2 separate regions of the Canis lupus genome follow, and region 2 is linked to region 1. Evidence: chromatin contacts called from public Hi-C data. All regions are on one chromosome and are shown on one strand. The core of a region is the stretch at or near the end of the contact, and the rest is flanking DNA. Distances in the headings are between cores, read along the strand shown.

Region 1 (5,261 bases), core at 1,504-4,003:
TTATGATAGTCACAGAGAGAGAGAGAGGCAGAGACACAGGCAGAGGGAGAAGCAGGCTCCATGCACTGGGAGCCTGATGTGGGATTCGATCCCGGGTCTCCAGGATCGCGCCCTGGGCCAAAGGCAGGCGCCAAACCGCTGCGCCACCCGGGGATCCCCGGAACTAAAATTTTAACGTAACCCTTTCTTCCACTCCTGCAGCTCTTATCATTTCTCCTAGGATTCATACAGTTTATCAATTAGTTGCCCTGTGCCCACTTTCATTTTCTTCCAATCTATCCTTCATAAACCTAGAGGGGCTTTTCTAAAATCAAATGGGATCCTAGCATTTCTCCAAGGTAATGGTTCCCAGAAACTTTAAAAAGAAGCTCCATCTGCTAGCATGCTGTATATGTCCTTTGCTTAGGAAATCACGAAGAAGTAAAATAGCTTCCTCCCTCTGATCAGGTAAGTGATGATAAATTTCTTAAGAGTAGTCCCTCATACTTTATCTCTTCTAACATTTCACAGTGGCTTGCTGAATTCTGTTGTGAAAAAAAACCTTGGCTTTGGAGATGGAAAACTTAAATCAGAATCCTGCATCTGCTACAATTGAGCAGAGACACCATGGGTACTTAATCACCTTGAGCTTCACTATGCTTCTGTGCTGAATGGGAATGATGATACTTATACCACAGGGTTGTTGCAAAGAGTAAATGAGTTTGTGAAAATCCTCTGCACTTAGTAAAAGTCTGTGGAAATGGTTGATGTTATAATAACTATTGAGTTTGGAAATGTTTCTAAAAAGCAATACTGATCTGACTTTACCTAACATAGGTCTGGGTTTTAAAGCTGATCCTCACCAGGTGACAGTATAGATATAGGCCTTAGATGTTCAAGCAGAAGAGGGAGGAAAGGAACAATTTTGCCTCACTTATTCCAAACACTCCTTTGAATCACCCATTTTCCATCTTTACGCTTAAGACTATACTTTTTCAAAAAAAAAAAAAAAAAAAAGACTATACTTTTTCCCCTTTGTTTCTCTAACCAAAAATTTAAGCCATACCAATTGGCAGTTGATTCTTGAGGGTCAAATGACAATGACATCAAACAAGCAGGTCAGAAAAGAAAGAAAAGGTGGTAATATCTTATTTTTAAGTATCTACAGGGACTTTTCAAAGGGGACTTTCTCAGGGAGTTCTCCTAGGCGTAGTAGGAAAGGCAGTGTTCTGAGAGAGGAAAATAAAGTAAAAAAACATTTTCAGGAGTCCCTGGCTGGTTTCATCAGTATAGTGTGCAACTCTCAATCTAGGAGTTGGGAGTTCAAATCCTAAGTTGGGTGTGGAGACTACTTAAAGTGTTTAACAAAGCAAAACAAAAAGCCCCATGTTCTGGGGGGAGGGCCGGCTGGGAAGAGGTCAACTGACAATTTAGTTTACATTGGAAGGGTTTTTTTCCCTTCCTTAGGGAGAGCCTGAAACACAAGATTTCTAAGATTAAGTATACTTTTCATTAGGCCACATTACACTTTATGATGGATTTATATCAATATTTCATTTCTCAGGTCTTGAAGTTAGTGCAACTCCACCATCTTAAGAAATACCAAGAGAAGACAGTTTGTGATCAGTACACTTTTTTTTTCTGTTAAGGGCAGTAAAGATTGATTATTCTGTGAACTTAAGGTTTCCAAAGCACTTAACGGATCTGTTTCAGAACACTAACACCGCACGGATATTTCTACAGAACTCTCCCCACTCTCCAGATTAAGACTTCTCAGAAGACAGGGACTTTTTATGCTCATCTTTGTCTCATTCTGCCTCGAAGGAGTTGCCATCCATACTGTACAATAAAACCTATTAGCCAATGGGTGGAATGGCCTGCTTGTTCCCTCCTCCGGTATTCAAGTTTGCAGTCCCTACCAAGTCTTGCTCAGTAAATTCATGTCGTAGGCACGAACGATAGAGGGCAAGCAGGGTGATTCCCTAGCTTCACCAGCGTCTAGAACACCATCCCTGAGCCTGAGAGAGGAACCGCCTGGTTTGGACTCACAAACTCCAATGAAACCCCCCCAAACACACACCCAGGGGAACCAGCTCTGCACCCACCACAGCACTTCCTTTCCTACTGACACTTCACCGTGCAACCTGGTTGCATTTTCTTTCATCTGGCTCTCTGCACTTTACATAGGCCTTAGTATATTTTATTTTAAAGATATTTTATTCATTTTTATTTATTTAAAAGAATACAATTCTTTTTAAGATTTATTTATGGAGACACACACACACACACACAGAGGCAGAGACACAGGCAGAGGGAGAAGCAGGCTCCATGCAGGGAGCCCAATGTGGGACTCGACCCCGGGTCTCCAGATCAGGCCCTGGATGGTCTTTACATTTCTAATTTATTTATTTTTTAATTATTTTTTAAGATTTTATTGAGTTATTGATGAGAGAGAGAGGCAGAGACCCAGGCAGAGAGGGAGAAGCAGGCTCCACGCGGGGAGCCTGATGCGGGACTCGATCCCGCGACCCCGGGGTCACGCCCTGGCTGAAGGCGGTGCTAAACCGCTGGGCCCCCCGGGGATCCCCTACATTTCTAATTCGAACTTGTCGCGTGCTGGTTACAGACCCCCACGCCCCCAAGCGTTAGGCCGCAGGCGGGAGGATGCAGGGGCGAGGGCAGCCAGCGCGGGCCTGGCCGCCGAGCCTGCAGGGCCTGCAGGGCCTGCGGTGGGGGGGAGGGGGGCGCACCACGTGACCCCGGGGCCCGGGGCTGAGCCGACCCCGCCCCTCCGCCCGCCGCCGGGGGGCGCATGCGCAGCCCGGGTCAGTGATGGAGGAGAGAAGATGGCGGAAGCGGAGTGAGTGACTCGCTGGTGACTGATGTCGTAACCGGGGGGCGAGTGGGGCAGCGACACGTCCCCTCGGGGGGAAGCGCGGGGCTCCTCGGCGGGCAGTGCGGGGACACGGAGACGCTGGAGCTTCCTTGCCGTGCAGGGTCCCGCTCGGCCCGTGTCGGGGGAGGGGGGGGCGGAGGCCAACGGTGAGGGCGTCTGGCTCCCTCCGGGCGGGAGCGCCCCTGGCGCGGTCGGCTCCCGGGCCGCGGGGCCCCCGATCGCGGGGGGGTTCCGGGGGCCGAGCCCCCGAGGGGTCCCCCGGCGCTGTCATCCCCGCAGGTGGGCCCCGCGGGCAGCCTCGGCTCGGGCCGGGCACTGCCGGGCCTCCTTCCCGCCCCGGCGGACCCTGCCCCTCCCCCTCCCCTCCCCTCCCCCTCCCCCTCCCTCCGGGGGGGGGGCCGAGACAGGGCAGCTCCCGCCTTCCCGCGGGAGGCGTGCAGGAGGTGCCCCCGCGCGGGCCTCGGGGCGTGGGGGGCGCTGCCGCGGGGCCGGCGGGGCGGGGAAGGCCCGGGCAGGCCCGCATCCCCCCGGGAGTCCGGCCGCGGCGCCGATGCCCCCCGAGGGCCCGGTCCCTGCGCGGCGCCGTGGCGTGGCGGCATCCCTAGTCCGCCGCGCAAACTTCGAGGTTGCTGGGTAGGCCTCTCGTGCGCCGGGCTCTGCCCGCGGATCCTGCGGCCGGTACCACGCACCGACGGCCGAGTTGGCAGGACCGGGCCCGTGCGCCGGGGCTCCGGGATGCAGTGGGATGGTTTGGCCGGCTCTACCACCGATTGCGGACTCAGCGCCCGCAGCGTGGGTTCCACCTGGGTCTGTCTACCCAACAAACTTATCACAGGGGTTTTGAGTTTCGAGGACACGGTCGCGCAGAAGAGCCCTCTGCTTTTTTTTTTTTTTTAAAGATTTTATTTATTTATTCATGAGACACACACACACAGAGGCAGAGACACAGGCAGAGGGAGAAGCAGGCTCCATGCAGGGAAGCCCGATGCAGGATTCGATCCCGGGACCCCGGGGTCACGACCTAAGCCCAAGGCAGATGCTCAACGGCTGAGCCACCCAGGGGCCCCCAGAAGAGCCCTCTAAAAAGACCGCAATTTTAAACTGGCTTTGTGCCTCTATCACTGCTACATGTTTCACAAGTGTCGTGACAGCCAGTAATTTGGTTAAAAAAAAAAAAAGTTTACCTTCTGTATCACTGAATCTGTATGATGTTGGACGGTTACCGTATGATGCTGTGATTTTGATGGTTGGAAGGCAGTTTGAAAAACTATTTTAAAAAAAAACCCCAGAGAAGCGTAAAGATGTGTGAGTCATTTACTAATCAAAAAAAATGAAGTCAGCCGTTTTCCCCCCCTCCATCGTTTCCCTTTCCCTTTTTCTTTTATTAAATGGAGATTTAAATATTTTTTTTGATTCCTTGAAGAGCATATCAATACTATCTACATAAATGACGTAAAGAACAAAGAATATTCGTGCATTAAAGGATGCCATATGGGAATAGCATGTGTGTGCATACGCAATTAGTGCCAAATTCCTTGGTCTTTTCATAAAATTGAAAGTGTGGCGGTTACATTTCCTGTCAACGATGTTCATGTGCTGTGCGTTAGATTTTGTATCTCAGGAGAAAAGAAGGGTTAAGAAAGACAGGTAAAACCAGTGTATTATCAGGTGTGCTTTTCACCATCCTGGGGCGTTTCTAACACTATAGAAACTATTGTAGTTCTACTTTCTAACGATATTGAGGCCCTCGGAATTGACCTAAAATACAACGTTGTTTGAATTTATCCAAGTATATAGATTCAGTGTTAAGTGGAGGTTTATACTTCCAAAAGAATGAGGTGAGTTTGCAATACTTGAGGGGAAGGACTCAAAGTCTGGTACAGAAATGTACTTTATGAACTTTACTGTTAATTCATGAGGAAAGTGACATAATTATGCTGTTTTCAAAAGTTGGAGCAAGTCTTTGTGAAAAGAGATTTTTGTAAGGAAGTGGGAAAATTGTTGTCAGCTGTTTCTCTGATTTCCTGGAGTAATCTGCTTATAAGTATAACCAGAGTTATTAGATATAGTAAGGACAGTGTTGTAGACTAATTAGGGGAAAAGCCAGTGTGAATTAATACAAAATTACTATTTTTTTACTTTTTTTTTTTTTTTTTTAATGTAAGCTTTACATCCAACGTTGGGCTTGAACTCACGGTGACTCTGAGACCAAGAGTTAATGTGTCCTACCAACTGAGCCAGCCGGGTGCCACTTAGAACCCCATGTTGGGTGTAGAAGTTACTTAAAAAATCTTAAAATTTTTTTAGATTTCCTTATTTAATCATAGAACATTCTTTTTAAAGATTTCATTTATTCATTAGAGAGAGAGAGAGGCGGAGACACAGG
Region 2 (5,261 bases), core at 940-3,439, 130 kb before region 1:
TTCTCTCAATTCGAGAAGTCCAGAATCAATGCAGTGGTTTGGTTTGGTTTTAGGCAAAACATGTGAAAAGTTTGTGTGATTACCTGTGTCACAAAACCTGGACACAAACACAAATCAAAGAGTCGCTCCCGAAATTAGTTTTTGGCACCGAGGACACCAAAAAAGGAAGAAGGGGGAAAAAAAGTATCTTCTCTAAAAGTGATGATCTGTTGGTCTGTGTTGATAAACTGAAGGCTTGTATAAATCCTCACACCAGTGGGAAGAGCTTTTGACTCCACTTGAACTCCTACAGTTAAAAATGATACCTAAAAAAAAAAAAAAAAAAAAAAAAGGTTGCCCAGTTATCTTCATGGATTACTGTTCATTCTTCTTTTAATTAATCTGGAAGAGAAAGGGGTGGGGGAGAGTTATATTTGAATTTGCTCCAGAGGCCAAAGGGTCAGTGTGAAACTAGTTTCTTAATCTTAGACTGAGTTCACTTTACCAAAGGTGAGGTGAGCGACTTCTTTAAATTTAGCACCAGTTAAGTAGAAGAGCTTCATTTAAACAGGAAAGCAATCTGGAGAATGGGTAAAGGGAGCAATAGTCTTCCTCAAAAGGGAGAGGGAGGGCTACTCCAACTCAGAATAGGAAGAGTCTTTAGATAGATCATCTCACCCAAAACTCAGTGCCAGAGGCTTTCTCAGGTATGCCACTTTACCGTAATCCATTACTTCAGCTCTTAATCGAAAAAAATAAATAAATAAATAAATAAATAAATATATATATATATATATATATATATATATATATATACACACCAGTTCCATCCCCCCCCCAAAAAAAAAATCAGATAGCAGTTAAGATATCTACCACATGGAACTAAGTTACGATTTTAAGTGCATGGATTCACCTAGTCCACGTATGTTATTTTTTTTCTGAAATGACTGTAGGCAAAAATTAACTTTCCCTTTAAAAGGTTAGTGAATGTGCTTCATGGAAGCCAAAAGCTCCCGGACTCCACTCCTGGGAATCTCCATCCTTAACCAGACTAATCCCGGACAAAACACACACACACACACACACACACACACAAGGCAGACAGACCTCACAAAGAATGCAAATGGAGGAAGAGGGAAAGAGAAAAGCTTCTTCTTCCACTTCCTTCTTGAGCGAGAATCCGAAAGAAATCCAATCAATGGAAATTTCTGCCTCCCCAACTCCCAGCAGTTCACCTTAGGAGGACCCAGGGTGGCGGCCCAAGGCCACGGGGCAGGGCGCGGATCGCCCACCGCGGGCAGGGGGCGGGGGCGGGGGGGGCGGGGGCCGGACCTGCGGGGGGGCCCCGAGCCCCGAGATCCTCGGCCCGCGCCCGCCCACCCACCCTGCGCGGAGCCGGACGGGGCGCCGAGAGGCGGGAGGCCGGGACGCCTCGGGCTGTGCACGCCGAGGGGGAGGGGGAGGGGGAGGGGAGGGGGGAGCCCCCAGTCTCGGGGCGACCCCGCGCGCCCTCCCGGCGCTGCCCCCGCTGCGGAAAGCCCCGCGCGCCCCGGCCGCGGGAAGTTGCCGGGCGCTACCCCCGCACCCTCGGGCTGCACCCCCGGCCGCCGGGGCCACGGGGCGGCGGGGTCTGCGGGCGCCCGGGGCGCGAGCCGGGATCCCCGCGCCGCCCGCCGCCCGCCGCCCGGGGCATCCCCGAGGAGCGCAGACGGTCGGGGGGGGGGGGCGGGGAGCGCCGCGCGCCCGGGTCTCGGGGTCCCGACCGCCCGGGTCAAGTGCAGCGCCCTCCCCGCGCCCTCCCCGCGCCCCCGCCCCCGCCCCCGCCCGGGGTCCGCGAGCCGCGACCCGCCGCGGGACCCCCGCCCCGACCGCACCCGGGACCGGGACCGGGACCCGCGCCCCCCCCGCGCCCCCAGCGCCCCTGCCCCGCGCCCCTGCCCCGCGCCGCTCGACGAGCCCTGCCCCGGCCCCAGCGCCCCCCGCCCCCCGCCCCCCGCCGCCGCGTCCCCCGCGCCCCGGGGCCGCACCTGTGCCCGCCGCCGCCGCTCGCCCGCTCCCCTCGGCTGTGCCGGCGCCGCTCCGAACCCCACACACATCGCTACACACAGCCCTCTGACGTCACCGAGCCCTCGGCCCGCCCACGTCACTGCGGAGACACACGGCTTCCCGCAGACGCCGCCGCCGTCTCCGGCCGCCCGGGGGCGGGCAGGGGGGAGGGGACGCGAGCCGAGCCGGCGGCGGCCCCGCGCGCGCGCCCCCGCCGCCCCGCCCCCCGCCCCCCGCTCCCCCCCCCCCGGGCGCGCGCCGTCTGGCTACTGGGGCTCCCGCGCCCGCCCCGCCCCCGCCCACCGCGCCCGCCCCCCGCGCCCCCGCCCCAGGCGCGCCCCCGCGCCCCGGCCTCCTCGCGCGCCGTCTGGGCGGCTGGCGCGCGGCGCTGTCTGCGGTGCACCCGGCGCAGACAGGATGTGCCCTCCCCGCCCCACCCCCGCCCGCCGCCCGCCGCCCGCCGCCCGCCGCCCGCCCTCCTTCCTTCCTCGAGTCGCCCAGCCGGCTGTCTGGGGCCGCCGCCGCCCCGCCCCGCCCCGCCCGCTGCTCCGCGCTGACGGCCAGACCCGGGGGCGCCCCGGCCGCTCGGCTGCCGCGCGCCGGGGGAGGGGGAGGGGGACGGGGAGGGGGCGGGGGCGGGGGGCGCGCAGGGGAGGGGAGGGGCGGGGCGGCCGCGCCGTGCACTGTGCGCGACCCCAGCAGCCGGCGGGGCGGAGGCGCCGCCGCCCGAGGTCAGGCACGGGCGACCCTCCCCCCGCGAGGCCGCAGCTGGGCCGCCCCGCCCCGCCCCGGAGGCAGCCGGGTGGCGGCCGCCCTGCAGCGCCCCGCCGGGGGCCCCGCGCCCCGCCCCGCCCGCCCCCCCCCCCGCGGGGCCTCCCGCCAGCTGCCCGCCCCGCCCCGCCCCGCCCCGCCTCGGCGGCCCCCGCCCGGACGCCTTCCCCGGCCTGACCTCCCTCCGCCCTGCGCCCTGCGCCCTCCGGCCCGGCGGGACCCGGAGCGAGCGCGTCTGCCCCCCGCGCCTCCGGGCCCCCCCTCGGCCCCCCCGGGACCCCCCGGCTCCCCGGGACGCCCCCCGCTCCCCGCCGCCCACGGAGGGCTTTCGAGGGGGACACGGAACGCGGTGCAGGCGCGGCCGGGGCGAGTGCGCGGGGCCCCCGGGGCGAGCCGAGGGCCGGGTGGGTGCGCCCCGGGTGGGTGCGCCCCGGGTGGCCGAGCAGCCTGCTGAACTCTGCCGACGTGCTCCGTCCCATTTCGAAACGCCGAGAAATCCCCTTTTCTCCACCCCCACCGCACGATCAGGAACCGAAATAGGCCCCCGAGTTGCACTGCACAGAATTCAGAGGACTCGGGCTTCGTCTCGGGGGGTTGGTTTTCTTTTTTCTTTCCCCCCCCCTTTTCGCCCATTTTTGTCCAATTTCTCCTGGTTTGACCGCTTCGAGGTCGCTTCTGCGGGGTCCGCGGGTGGAGCCAGCCGGCTGCGAAGGGCCCCGGGCTCCGAGGCCTTTTTCCTCCCTGGAGGCCTCCCGGAGGCTCGCAAACCTCCCACGTCCCCTGCCTCCCGCCCCCAGCGTCGTGCTCCCGGGTCGTGCCCCCTCGCCCACCCCCCACCTTCCCCTCCCTCCTGACTGCCTCCTTTGCTGAACATGAATAATTCCGCAGCACTTCCCATCTGTTATTGCCATAGAGACAGAAGCTCGGCAAAGATAATGATGTTCTGTGCAGAACCAGTGGGGGGAGAACAGCATCTGTGAGTCTGGGGGATAGATTTTTCTAACCGCGAGAATATATCTAGAAGGCCCGGCTGCACATCCCAAGTGGAAGACTGGACAGTCCCGAGGCCTGGCGTCCGGTCAACTCTTGGCACCTGGCTCGTGTCCCTCGAGAACAAACAATTTGGGGGGAACCAAAATGACATCTCTCTCTTTTTTTAAAGTGATTCCAAACTGCAATTAATGATAAATGTTTAGTACTCATTCTATCAGCCACAAAAATAATTACTTGCTAGCATGTCCAAAGGCCTAAGGACCAAAATAACTTGGACAGTAAATAGACTTTTGAGAAATCAAACGCATTATCCCCTCTACTGTTCTTTTGACTTGCTTTCCCCAGGAATCTGTTTTTTTGAGGGAAGGATCTTTTGTGCCTGTTATTTTATGTACAATGGTTTGAGAAATAGTGACAGGCAAATGTAGCTAGAACCAATCAAGCTTGGAGGGCATTTTTTCCCCCATTATTCATCAAAGTACAAAACGTACCGAATTAAAATTCACTTTGCCCTTGAATTCCCAAGGTCTCGGCCTCAAAGGTACAGGTTTGAACACAAGTGAAACTAAGCAGGGTACATTTACATAGGTCTGAGGCAGATGGGGAGACTCATTCTAAGCCGGATTTTTTGCAGGCCTACGTAAAGATTGTCAGCGATTATCAGCAAAATTGATTGTATACCATGAAATAAAGAACACTGAAGCAGATGATAATGGTTCTTTATCTCAGAATTAAATGGACACAGAATACAATCCTTCGAAAGAAGTAAGCACTGTAAGGTAATGAATATTTTAATTCCCGTATACTGACAGCCTTCGTCAGTGTTGAAAAGTCAACTTAATACTGGTTAGTAAATAGCTATTAGGTAGGTTTCGGATGGCCTCCTACCTCATCTTGTTGGCTGCCAGCAGGAGCTGAGCAAGACCCCTCTAAGTGTGTGCTTGTGTGCAAATAAGAATTCCAAATGATTGGAGGGGAGGAGGAGCCTCCCCATTGTCTCATCTTCCACTAAGCAGTACAGCTCCAAGATCCAAACTAACTGGTACTAGAGGGTCTAGAATTTCTTCTTCGTTAGTTATGCCGCTCTGGTAGTAAGAGAAACCAAGAATTTAGAGGTTATAAATTCAAAGACTCCTGACCTGTGACCTGATAAATGGTTTGGGGCACATGCTCGCCTCTGGTCTCCATTTCCCTATCTATTGGTAATGACCTACCACTATTAATTATGAAGAATATGAAAATGAGAAGGATGGGGGGTAAAGTGCAAACACTCAAGGTAAATTAATTTTATTTTCATGAAGGAGGGGGAAGAAGAAAGGTCAAATAAATGTTAACAGAGCACACAAACACAGGCTTGTGTTTTTGTTTACACCCCCTTGTGCTCTTTTCCAAGGAAGAAAAACCAGTTGTAGCTTGATGATTCTAGTGCCTCTTCTCCCCTTTTCCTTGATCTTCAACAACAAAAAAGCTTG

Evidence for each region. Hi-C and Micro-C count contacts between places; a contact is called where the count stands out from the background.
Region 2: a contact with region 1 is called in a Hi-C map of blood, with 5 times the contacts expected there. The contact joins the promoter of SKIL here to the promoter of PHC3 in region 1. A contact is called at or near these places in 2 of 9 Hi-C or Micro-C datasets (both in blood).

Annotation. Positions count from the first base shown.
Region 1 is chr34:34,995,251-35,000,511 of UU_Cfam_GSD_1.0, reverse strand. It overlaps PHC3 (polyhomeotic-like protein 3), which reads left to right and starts at 2,753. Exons shown (of 19, transcript XM_038583859.1): 1 at 2,753-2,839. The coding sequence starts at 2,826. It overlaps LOC111093892 (a long non-coding RNA gene), which reads left to right. Exons shown (of 4, transcript XR_005383598.1): 3 at 511-610; 4 at 1,544-1,834.
Region 2 is chr34:35,126,001-35,131,261 of UU_Cfam_GSD_1.0, reverse strand. It overlaps SKIL (ski-like protein), which reads right to left and starts at 2,189. Exons shown (of 7, transcript XM_038583878.1): 1 at 2,007-2,189; 2 at 1-381. It overlaps LOC102153364 (a long non-coding RNA gene), which reads left to right and starts at 3,184. Exons shown (of 6, transcript XR_005383998.1): 1 at 3,184-3,389; 2 at 3,710-3,772; 3 at 4,424-4,568.